Regions from separate parts of the Sus scrofa genome. Here regions 2 and 3 are each linked to region 1. Evidence: chromatin contacts called from public Hi-C data. All regions are on one chromosome and are shown on one strand. The core of a region is the stretch at or near the end of the contact, and the rest is flanking DNA. Distances in the headings are between cores, read along the strand shown.

Region 1 (3,161 bases), core at 297-2,796:
GAGTGTGGAACGAGGCTGGAAGCTGGAGCCAACTGCTCCTTCGGTTTTCCTGTTCCCCTGCAGCGCCCCCTGTCGGCAGTCCCAGCAGAGGCCCGCCGGCAAAGGGACGCCCAAGAGTGGGTCCCAGCCCCACACACAGAGCGGAGTGTAAGGGGTGGATTGGGACTGACGGCCAGCAACTAAGTAACCAGCACACACTCTTACATGTAAACGTCATTTCCAGGACTCTGTCCTGTGGAAATAATTATAACTGTGTGTAAATGTTTATAACAGCGTTCACTGTGTTTGCATTTAGCATGTGGTGGAGTGACGATATTTTAAAAGCCCTAAATTCATGCCAGTTGTGGATCATTTAAGTGAATTATAGTTTATCCATTCAGTGGATCTGTATGAGCCATGAGAAACAGTTCAGCGTTTCAGCGGTTAAGTAATAGAAAGTGGAGAAAATGCCATGTAATGAAATAGCACGTAACGTGTGACCACAGTTTGGTACAGACACACGTGAGTGTGTAAAACTATGGGAGAACATACACCGAAATATTAACAGCGAGTTGGTTATTTTTGAGTTGGTAGAATTGTGGGTGGTTTTTTCTTTTCTAAAAATGATCTGGGAGTTCTGATCGTGGTGCAGGGGAAACAAATCCTATGAGGAACCATGAGGGGGGCCAGCTCGATCCCTGGCCTTGCTCAGTGGGTTAAGGATCCGGCATCGTCGTGAGCTGTGGTATATTTAGGTCGCAGACGCAGCTCAGATCTGGCGCTGGTGTGGCTCTGGTGCAGGCCAGCAGCAACAGTTCCAATTCGACCCCTAGCCTGGGAACTTCCATCTGCTGCGGGTGCGGCCCTAAAAAGACAAAAGACAAAAAAAAAAAAAAAAAAAAAAAAAAAGATCGCAACATCTTCCTTGTACAGTAAACATGTATGGTTAGTGTTAAGCACAGAAAATTCAGTTAAGTGCATTCTGAGGAATTCCCTGGTGGCCTGGTGGTGAAGGGATCCAGCGTTGTTGCCATTGTGACATGGGTTTAATCCCTGGCCTGAAAACTTCCTCATGCTGTGGACCTGGCAAAGAAAGAAAAAAAAAAGCAAAGCATTTTGAACTCAGTGCCCGGGGCCTATCACTGTGCTTCAGAATAAAGGACGGGGCTGGGCCTCTTGCCTGTGAGACCAGTGCTGGGCCTGGGGGGCGCTGCCAGGAAGATACCAGGAGCTTGTGGGTGAGGGTGTTTCTCCTCTCCCGCCCCCCTCTTGCCACGAAGCCGTGTGCCCTCTGGCCCTGCACCACCTCTCCCCACAAATGATACCCTGCTAATAATAGCCACTGCGTATTGAATATTTACTAATCCTCCACTTAATCCTCACAGCAGTCCTCAAGAGGGGCGCTATAAATATCTCCTTGGTACAAATGAGGAAACTGCAGCTTAGAAAGGTCAAGAAGCTTGCTGAAGGTCGGCAGCCAGCAGCTGGGCTTTGGCACAGGTGCTCCTGACTGCTGCGCTGTCCCTCCTGTGTCATTGCGGGCTGGCGCCAGCAGAGCCCTGCAGTAGGCATCCCAGACACTGCCCCACGTGTCTGTCAAGTCCATGCTAAGTCCTGCTGACCTAGGTCTGCTGACCTAGGTCCTGGCTCCCGAGCGGGTCGTACTCTCAGACATGACCCAGAGGTTGCTCTCTGTGACAGGCTCCTCCTTGACACCCCAGAGAGAGTATTCTAGTTTGGACAATGCTTCGGGTCAAATTGTTGCTCCAAAAATAACACTGAGTTTCAAAATACGAGTATTTTATTTGTACCACAGCGGTGAGTGCTGTAAGGGCCAGCTCTCAAAACTTGGCCTCTCGGAACCTGGAAGAACACTGATAACCAAGACTTACTTCCAGACTGTTCCCTTCCCCAAGCTGACCCGAGTCAGCAAGCCAGCATAGCTTCGATCACTAATTCAGCAAATACGGACGGAGCACCTCCGGGGTGTCCGCGCTGGTGCCCCTGCAGGGCCGTGGTTCGGCCGTCAGACTCCCTGCTGTCGTCGGTTGAGGCCTCCTAGCTGGGAGGCAGACACTGAACTGGTGAATAAGATAGTTCCAGACAGTGAGTCTGGGAGGGGGCACCGTGTGCGTTTCAGAAGCCTGGCCAGGGAAGTCTCTGAGGAGCTGGCCTTGGAGAAAGGCCTGAAGCCGAGACCATAGGAAGGAACCATAAGATCCTGGCCCCAGAGCAGCAGGCAGCGAGGACAGCGAGTTTAAAGGCCCTGCGGTCCGCATGGCTTATCAGGCCTTGTGCCAGAGAAGCAAAGAGCAAGCGACCAGCGGGAATCTAGTTCACGGCCGGCCCCTTAGAACTCAGTCTTGGGGGTCAGGACTTGGGCAATTTTGAGGGAACTTGAAGAACGGATTTTTTATTTTATGTAGTGTTGGGATGCGTCATAGCGGTCATTACTCGGCCTCTGCCTCGTTCAGGATCCAGGACAGGTTTTATGCGCAGTTGAGAGCACGGACGAGGCTCCGTGTCAGCCCCCGTGCCTCCTGCAGACTCTGCTAAGCCAGCTCCACGCGTGTATACAGCTGGTAAAGTGACGCGCAGCTCAGCGTAGAGAAAGGTTGGCCTAATGGATAGACGTAAGTGCTTTCGCCTCTTCGTACCATAAGTCTTAGCTCATTCCTTTTATCTTTAAATAACGATTTTCTTTTTCGCCCCAAAAAAGCGTTCGTTGGGAAATATAGAAAAATACCAAGAAGAAAAGAAAAATCATTGATAATCTCTGCACTCAGAGAGACTCTCTGTTGACATTTTGCTCCGTGTCTTTCCAGTCAACTTGTAAATCACCTGTGTATATGTGTGCGTTGTATTTTTTTTTTTTTTTTGTCTTTTTGCCTTTTCTTGGGCCACTCCCGTGGCATATGGAGGTTCCCAGGCTAGGGGTCTAATCAGAGCTGTAGCCGCTGGCCTACGCCAGAGCCACAGCAACGCAGGATCCGAGCCGCGTCTACTCCACAGCTCATGGCAACGCCGGATCGTTAACCCACCGAGCAAGGCCAGGGATGGAACCCGCAACCTCATGGTTCCTAGTTGGATTCGTTAACCACTGCACCATGACGGGAATTCCTATGTGTGCGTATTTTTAAAAAAATTTTTAAAAACATGGTTAGACCCAAACTATATGTTTT
Region 2 (3,086 bases), core at 113-2,612, 210 kb after region 1:
GAAGTGGGGAGGAAAGATGTGACTGATTTTTGTCTTCCTTGCTCCCTCTATATCGTTAAGCTACTTATTTTAGTATACTTTGCTTACTCTTCTGATTATATTAGATTCTGTTCTCATCTCTAGTTAATCAAAAAGCCACATAGGAGTTCCCATCGTGGAGCAGTGGTTAACGAATCCGACTAGGAACCATGAGGTTGCGGGTTCGGTCCCTGCCCTTGCTCAGTGGGTTAAGGATCCAGTGTTGCCATGAGCTGTGGTGTAGGTCGCAGACGTGGCTCGGATCCCGAGTTGCTGTGGCTCCGGCGTAGGCCGGTGGCTACAGCTCCAATTAGACCCCTAGCCTGGGAACCTCCGTATGCCGCGGGAGCAGCCCAAGAAAATGGCAAAAAGACAAAAAAAAAAAAAAAAAAAAAGCCACATAACTTATATTGTAGCTTCAGCTTTACTAGCCTAATATCTATTCTTCAAAGAATGTATGATTTTAAGAAAACTACCTCTTGGGGTTCCCATGTGGCACAGTGGGTTAAGGATCTGGTCTTGTCCCTGCAGTGGTTCAGGTCACTGCTGTGGCATGGGTTCGATCCCTGGCCTGGGAGCTTCTGCATGCCACAGGCTTGGCAAAAAAAACCCACCTGTTGTTTTTGTAGTTGTGGACCAGGGCTAGTAGTGGTGAGCAGCACAGACTCTGGAGAAGTAGCCTCTCTGAGCTCGAGTTCCTGTACTGCCACTTACTGCTCTCATGTCCTTGGACAAGTGACTTCATCTCTCTGTGCCTCAGTTTCCCCATCTCCTAAACAGGGGTGACAGTAAATAACATTTACCTCAAAAGCTGTTGAGAGGCTGTAGACAAGGATTTAGAACAGTGCTTGGCATGTTAGCCATTATCACAGGAAAAACTTTGAACATTTTTTGAGAAAAATAAATGCATCTGCAAGGAATACCACCTGACCTTAAAGATGCTGTGTATTGGTTTGCTGTTGAAATAATTGGTAGAGCTGAAGTCTTCCACCCCAACATGTGGGACCAGCTTTCTAAATATGATAGCGCCCCGTCTGTGATCACAGGTCACAGGTGCTCAGTGTGCGTTTAACCCGCGCCCGCCCTGTCTGCTTTCAGCTGGATCACTGCATCCAGCCCGCCGTCATCACCAAGGATGTGTGCATGGTCTTCTACTCCCGGGACGCCAAGATCTCACCGCCTCGCTCCCTGCGCAGCCTCTTCGGCAGCGGCTATTCAAAGTCACCAGACTCGTGAGTTTTTGAGACAAGTTTAGCTTCTGGTTGGATTGCCCTGCACAGAATCAGCTAGTCTTCTGGGTATCTGTAGCTGCTGTTCTCAGGGTTCGTTCACAACCTGTAAGCTGTTTTGGTAACTGATGCCTAGAGTGCAGTGACTTAAATGCTGGCATCTCATCGTGTGCTGACAGATAGATGAGGTAGTGCAGAAAGGAACATGACATGTCAACACTTCTCAAACAGTTCGGCAGGGACTGAGTGTTCTTTTAAATGTCATTCTTATTTCTAAGTTTACCATTGGGATTTTCTTTTTTTTAAGATTTATGTTTAAGATCTGTAAACATACGTTGAAAACAACACCCTCAATACCTGTGCATCAAGAACCAGCTTAAAAATCAGGTGTAACTGAGAGAGTTAGTACCTTGCTCATCACACTTCTCAGAAGTTGATGTTTATCATTTCATTCTAGTCAGACTTTTACCTCCCTCATCTCTTCCTTCTTCTGGTAAAAAAGGGTAAATGTTTAATTTTTACATTTGTATTATAAATTATCTAGTTTATGATTCCGTTTTATTTATCCATTGAAATAAGAATGTTCAAAAGTTTTTCCTCCTAGAAAAAAATATACAGAAGTTCTGAATAGGAAAGGAAGAGTAACTGATGAGAAGTGTCTGTAATTGTATTTGAGGGTGGGTTGTAGTCCCAGCAGAGGAGACAGTGCTTTAAGTCGAGAGAATTGAGATTTTTCGTGTTTTTGTGCTATAATTAAGCAGTTTATTTGTTTTAATTCAAACAGCAATCGAGTCACTGGAATTTATGAACTCAGTTTATGCAAAATGGCAGACACAGGTAGTCCAGGTAAGCTCTAGATCGGGGGTGGTAGTGATCTCTGCATAATTAGAGCATATTATATCAAAAACCTACCCAACCCATGAAGGATAGATAAACATTTTTTAGAAACCAGTTTTATTTTACAAGCCACTTTGGTGGCATGGTAGGAGTTAGCTTTTTCTGAGTTACAGCACTCTTTGGTTTCTGACATGCAATGCAGTTGTAAAAACTAGATGAAACAGAATGTTACTGGGCTCTGGATACTTTAGAACATCCGAGTGTGTCAGAATGAATTTGGCTTGGAAAACTTCAGAACCATCTCCCTCCCCACCTTAGCCCCAAAGATAACTTGACAGTATAACTTTACAGGTGCTATCAAACTAGAATTTGAACTTCCTATGCTCTAGAAGGACAAATTATTACCTTGAACTTGTTCTGTGTCCTCATGTCTCCCTGGACTGCTGTTTTTCCTCCAGCCTGATGGCCTTAAGTAGCAACGTACATTTCTGTGTTGGTAAAGTGGAACATGGACAAAAATCAGGGTTTTTAAAAAACATTTAATGTAAATTTGAGAGAAAGTATTGGAATCAAGGCCCAAGGTAAGATTGAGATTAGAAAAGAAGACTTTGGAGCTCCCGTCGTGGCTCAGTGGTTAACGAACCCGACTAGGAACCATGAGGTTGCGGGTTCGATCCCTGGCCTCACTCAGCGGGTTAAGGATCCAGTGTTGCCATGAGCTGTGGTGTAGGTTGCAGACTCGGCTCCAATCCTGAGTTGCTGTGGCTGTGGCATAGGCCGGCAGCTATAGCTCCTATTTGACCCCTAGCCTGGGAACCTCCATATGCCGAGGGTGCGGCCCTAAAAAGACAAAAGACAAAAAAAAAAAAAAAAAAAAAAAGAAGACTTTGAGTATAAATCCAGGTCCCAATAGAAGCTAATTATACTGTCTAGATAGTTCCTTCAGGAGTTTTGTTTGTTTGTTTGTTTTTGTCTTTTTGCTATTTCTTTGGGCCGCTCCGC
Region 3 (2,989 bases), core at 11-2,510, 250 kb after region 1:
CTTTACTTAATAAAAGTAAAAAAAAAAAAAAAGGAAAATCATATTGAAAATGCTTTTTTCCAGATTCTTAGCTATTCTCACCTCACCCACACCAACCATGGCCTCACTGGCAGAAAGATGTGGAGCCAGTTTCGTTATATTTGAATGAGTTTATTTCCTTCTGGCCTTGTTAAATATTTCCCTCTTTGTTTTCTTTAAAAAAAAAGAAAGACCCCAACCATGACACCGGAAACGCGGAAGCTGGGTAATAAACTCGGGCGGGAAGGATGAGATGGTCACACGTGAGGGGATTGGCTTATGACTTAACAGCTGTATGACTTTGGGCAAATTATTTAGTATCCGTGGCCTCAGTTTTCTCGTGTGTAAAGTGGGGGTAATAATCTCGCCTGCCTCCTTCAGGCTGTTGTGAGGAATGATCTAGTGAAAACAGGCCAACATGCCACGTGACAAGCGCCTGTATAAATGGTAATTATTATCATCACCACTTCAGGGAATGCCTGTGCCTGAAGCAGCGGTATTTCTGAGGGTTGGAAACCAGATGTCGCCCCTCGGCACTCCCCAGGGAATGCACTTCGCAAGGCAGCCCTCAGAAAGTTCCTAGTGGGGCGCCTCTGTTGCTCAAGTTTATGCAGTTAAGACAAACATCTTCAGAGGACACACCACTGCCATAACCCCTCCCTCATCTGCCTGGTGGGGAGGTAGATTCTGATTCGGCAGGTCTGGGGTGGGGCACACTCTGCGTCTCTAGCAAGCTCCCAGGCGTGGCCATTCTGGCACAGAAAGGGCAAAATAAACAGATGCTACTTTTATTGTTAAAAGAACAGGAGTTCCCATTGTGGCTCAGTGGAGACGAATCTGACTGGCATCCATGAGGTTGCAGGTTTGATCCCTGGCCTCACTCAGTGGGTTAAGGATCCAGCAATGCTGTGAGCTATGGTGTAGGTCACAGACGAGGCTCAGATCTGGTGTAGGTGTAGGCTAGTGGCTACAGCTCTGATTTGGGAACCTCCATATGCTGCAGGCACAGCGATAAAAAGACAAAGTAAAAAAAAGGATAGACCAGTCCTTGGCCTAGGTCCTTGACAGGGAGACGTTTTTTTACTATCTATGATTTCATGGCTTTTGAATATTATACCCTGTAACTTATTTGAAAAATCTATCAATAAAAAACTCCGTTAGCGCTAGCAAAGGCAGCCTAGGCTACTGGTTAGGAGCCTGGGCCCAAAACTTGGCTCCACCACTACTTCGCTGTCATGCTACATGTTAACCTCTGCCTGGGGACTTGCTTATCTGGAGAAGCGGGTGCTGCGAATACCAACGTCACACAGCTGTTCTGCGGGCTGAGTTCGTGTCGGCCACGGGGCATACTGTTTAAGGTTTACTATTTATTACCTACCTCCTGCTGAAGAGTAGTGGAACAATTCTAAAAGGGGACAGAGGTGGCCACGCTGGGGTTCTGCCCCCAGCCAAGTCAGTCCTGTCCAGCCAAACTGCCGTAGGGGCCATCTAGGGTTTTCCAGCAAAGGGCCTTCCTTGGCAGAAGTTGCAGGCCTGTTGTGACATCAGCCACAGCTTCTTTCTGCTTTAGTGGGGACAGAGACATGCATTAGACAGGATTTCTCAGCAGAGGCATTGGGAGGGGATTTGCAGGTGCTACACTTCTCTGACGCAGATGTGCAGCCATCTTCCTAGGAGGGTAGGAGACCTCGGGGATGTAAACACCTGACTAGCACGTATGTCGGCAGACGCGGTCGCCGTCTAGTGACAGACATGCTGTTCCACTTACTACTGCTTGGTGTGTGACAAACCACCCCAAACTCAGTGGTGTAACATTAACCACCATTTTTATTATTCTCCTCATTCTGAGGGTCAGGAATTTGGAAGGGTTTGGGGTACAGCTTGTCTGTCCCACAATGTCTGAGGCCTCAGCTAGGAAGACTGACGCTGGGGGGGCGGGGGGGATTCCATGGCCAGGGTCATCTTCATTTGTCAGGTGGTTGATGCTGGGGCTACTGGCTGGGACCCCAGCGGGCGCCATCAGCTGGAAAGGTGCACGGCACCTTCACCTCGTGGCCTCAGCCACAGCAACACAGGATCCAAGCCGCATCTGCAACCTACACCACAGCTCATGGCAACACTGGATCCTTGACCCACTGAGGGAGGCCAGGGATGGAACTCGAGTCCTCACAGATACCAGTCAGGTTCATTTCTACTGCGCCACAACGGGAACTCCAGGCACTGTTTTAAATTTACTCATTTACTACAACCGCCTCTGAAGCAGGTGCCATGATTATCCCCAATTTACCTTGGATGATGTAAGATTTACAAAGATGCAAACTTGTCTGAGGTCACGAGGCTCCTGCAGAACTGAAATTCAAGCCCCACAATCTGGTGCCAGAATCCACGCACTTAATCTTTAGCCTATCTTACCGCTCAATGTGTACAATTCATTTATTCACTGGCAGATTTATTGTATACCTACTATGTGCCAGGCACTGTGCTGGGAACCGTTGGTTTGGTGGTGAGACAATTTGAAAGTCTTGACTTCATGGGCTCCTAGAAAACATACAACAGCTGATGGAGACTGGCTTCTGAGTTGGCATTTTACAGTGCAATTTCAGGGAAAATAAATGCTAAACAGTAATGGTGTCCTATTTAATCCAGCTGAAAAGGCCTCAGGAAACCTGTGGTCTCCTTATTTATGGTGAGGGCAGTGGGACAAGAGTGGACGAGAGCCTGGACTCAGAAGCCAAGCTGCTGGTATAAATCTGGGTTCTACCACTTCCTAGCAGTTTAACCTCAGACTAAGTTCTTCCACCCCTGTGACCCTCTTCCCTTAAATATAAAACGTGGTAAAAGGGGAAACGTGCCTACCTCTTTGGGCAGCTGAGATGTAAAAGGGCCCCTGGAACAAGGCAGGGAGGGGCTCAGGGTTAACTGCTCACCAGTGGCTGGAAGGTGCACGTGCGGCTCAATGCCGACACCTAGT

The links. A called contact is a pair of places that touch in the nucleus more often than the background predicts.
Region 2: a Hi-C map of heart right ventricle shows a contact between it and region 1, with 3 times the contacts expected there. The contact joins two enhancer-like sites. A contact is called at or near these places in 1 of 47 Hi-C or Micro-C datasets (heart right ventricle) and 1 of 2 datasets of contacts at active chromatin or transcription factors (skeletal muscle).
Region 3: a contact with region 1 is called in a Hi-C map of embryonic fibroblasts, with 2.9 times the contacts expected there. The contact joins two enhancer-like sites. A contact is called at or near these places in 2 of 47 Hi-C or Micro-C datasets (embryonic fibroblasts and heart right ventricle) and 1 of 2 datasets of contacts at active chromatin or transcription factors (alveolar macrophages).

Annotation. Positions count from the first base shown.
Region 1 is chr6:70,439,970-70,443,130 of Sscrofa11.1, forward strand. All of the region lies in intron 20 of UBE4B (ubiquitin conjugation factor E4 B), which reads left to right. Among named protein-coding and RNA genes, the nearest start is that of KIF1B, 54 kb to the right of the region's middle. Within about 2 kb of position 1,547, at least 7 of the 83 cell types and tissues checked have an H3K27ac peak or open chromatin away from gene starts, as enhancers often do.
Region 2 is chr6:70,648,064-70,651,149 of Sscrofa11.1, forward strand. KIF1B (kinesin-like protein KIF1B) reads left to right here. Exons shown (of 46, transcript XM_021095324.1): 37 at 1,117-1,250; 38 at 2,032-2,093. Among named protein-coding and RNA genes, the nearest start is that of TRNAE-UUC, 20 kb to the right of the region's middle. Within about 2 kb of position 1,363, at least 1 of the 83 cell types and tissues checked has an H3K27ac peak or open chromatin away from gene starts, as enhancers often do.
Region 3 is chr6:70,692,666-70,695,654 of Sscrofa11.1, forward strand. It overlaps PGD (6-phosphogluconate dehydrogenase, decarboxylating), which reads left to right. Exons shown (of 14, transcript XM_003127557.4): 14 at 1-32. Among named protein-coding and RNA genes, the nearest start is that of APITD1, 7.5 kb to the right of the region's middle. Within about 2 kb of position 1,261, at least 5 of the 83 cell types and tissues checked have an H3K27ac peak or open chromatin away from gene starts, as enhancers often do.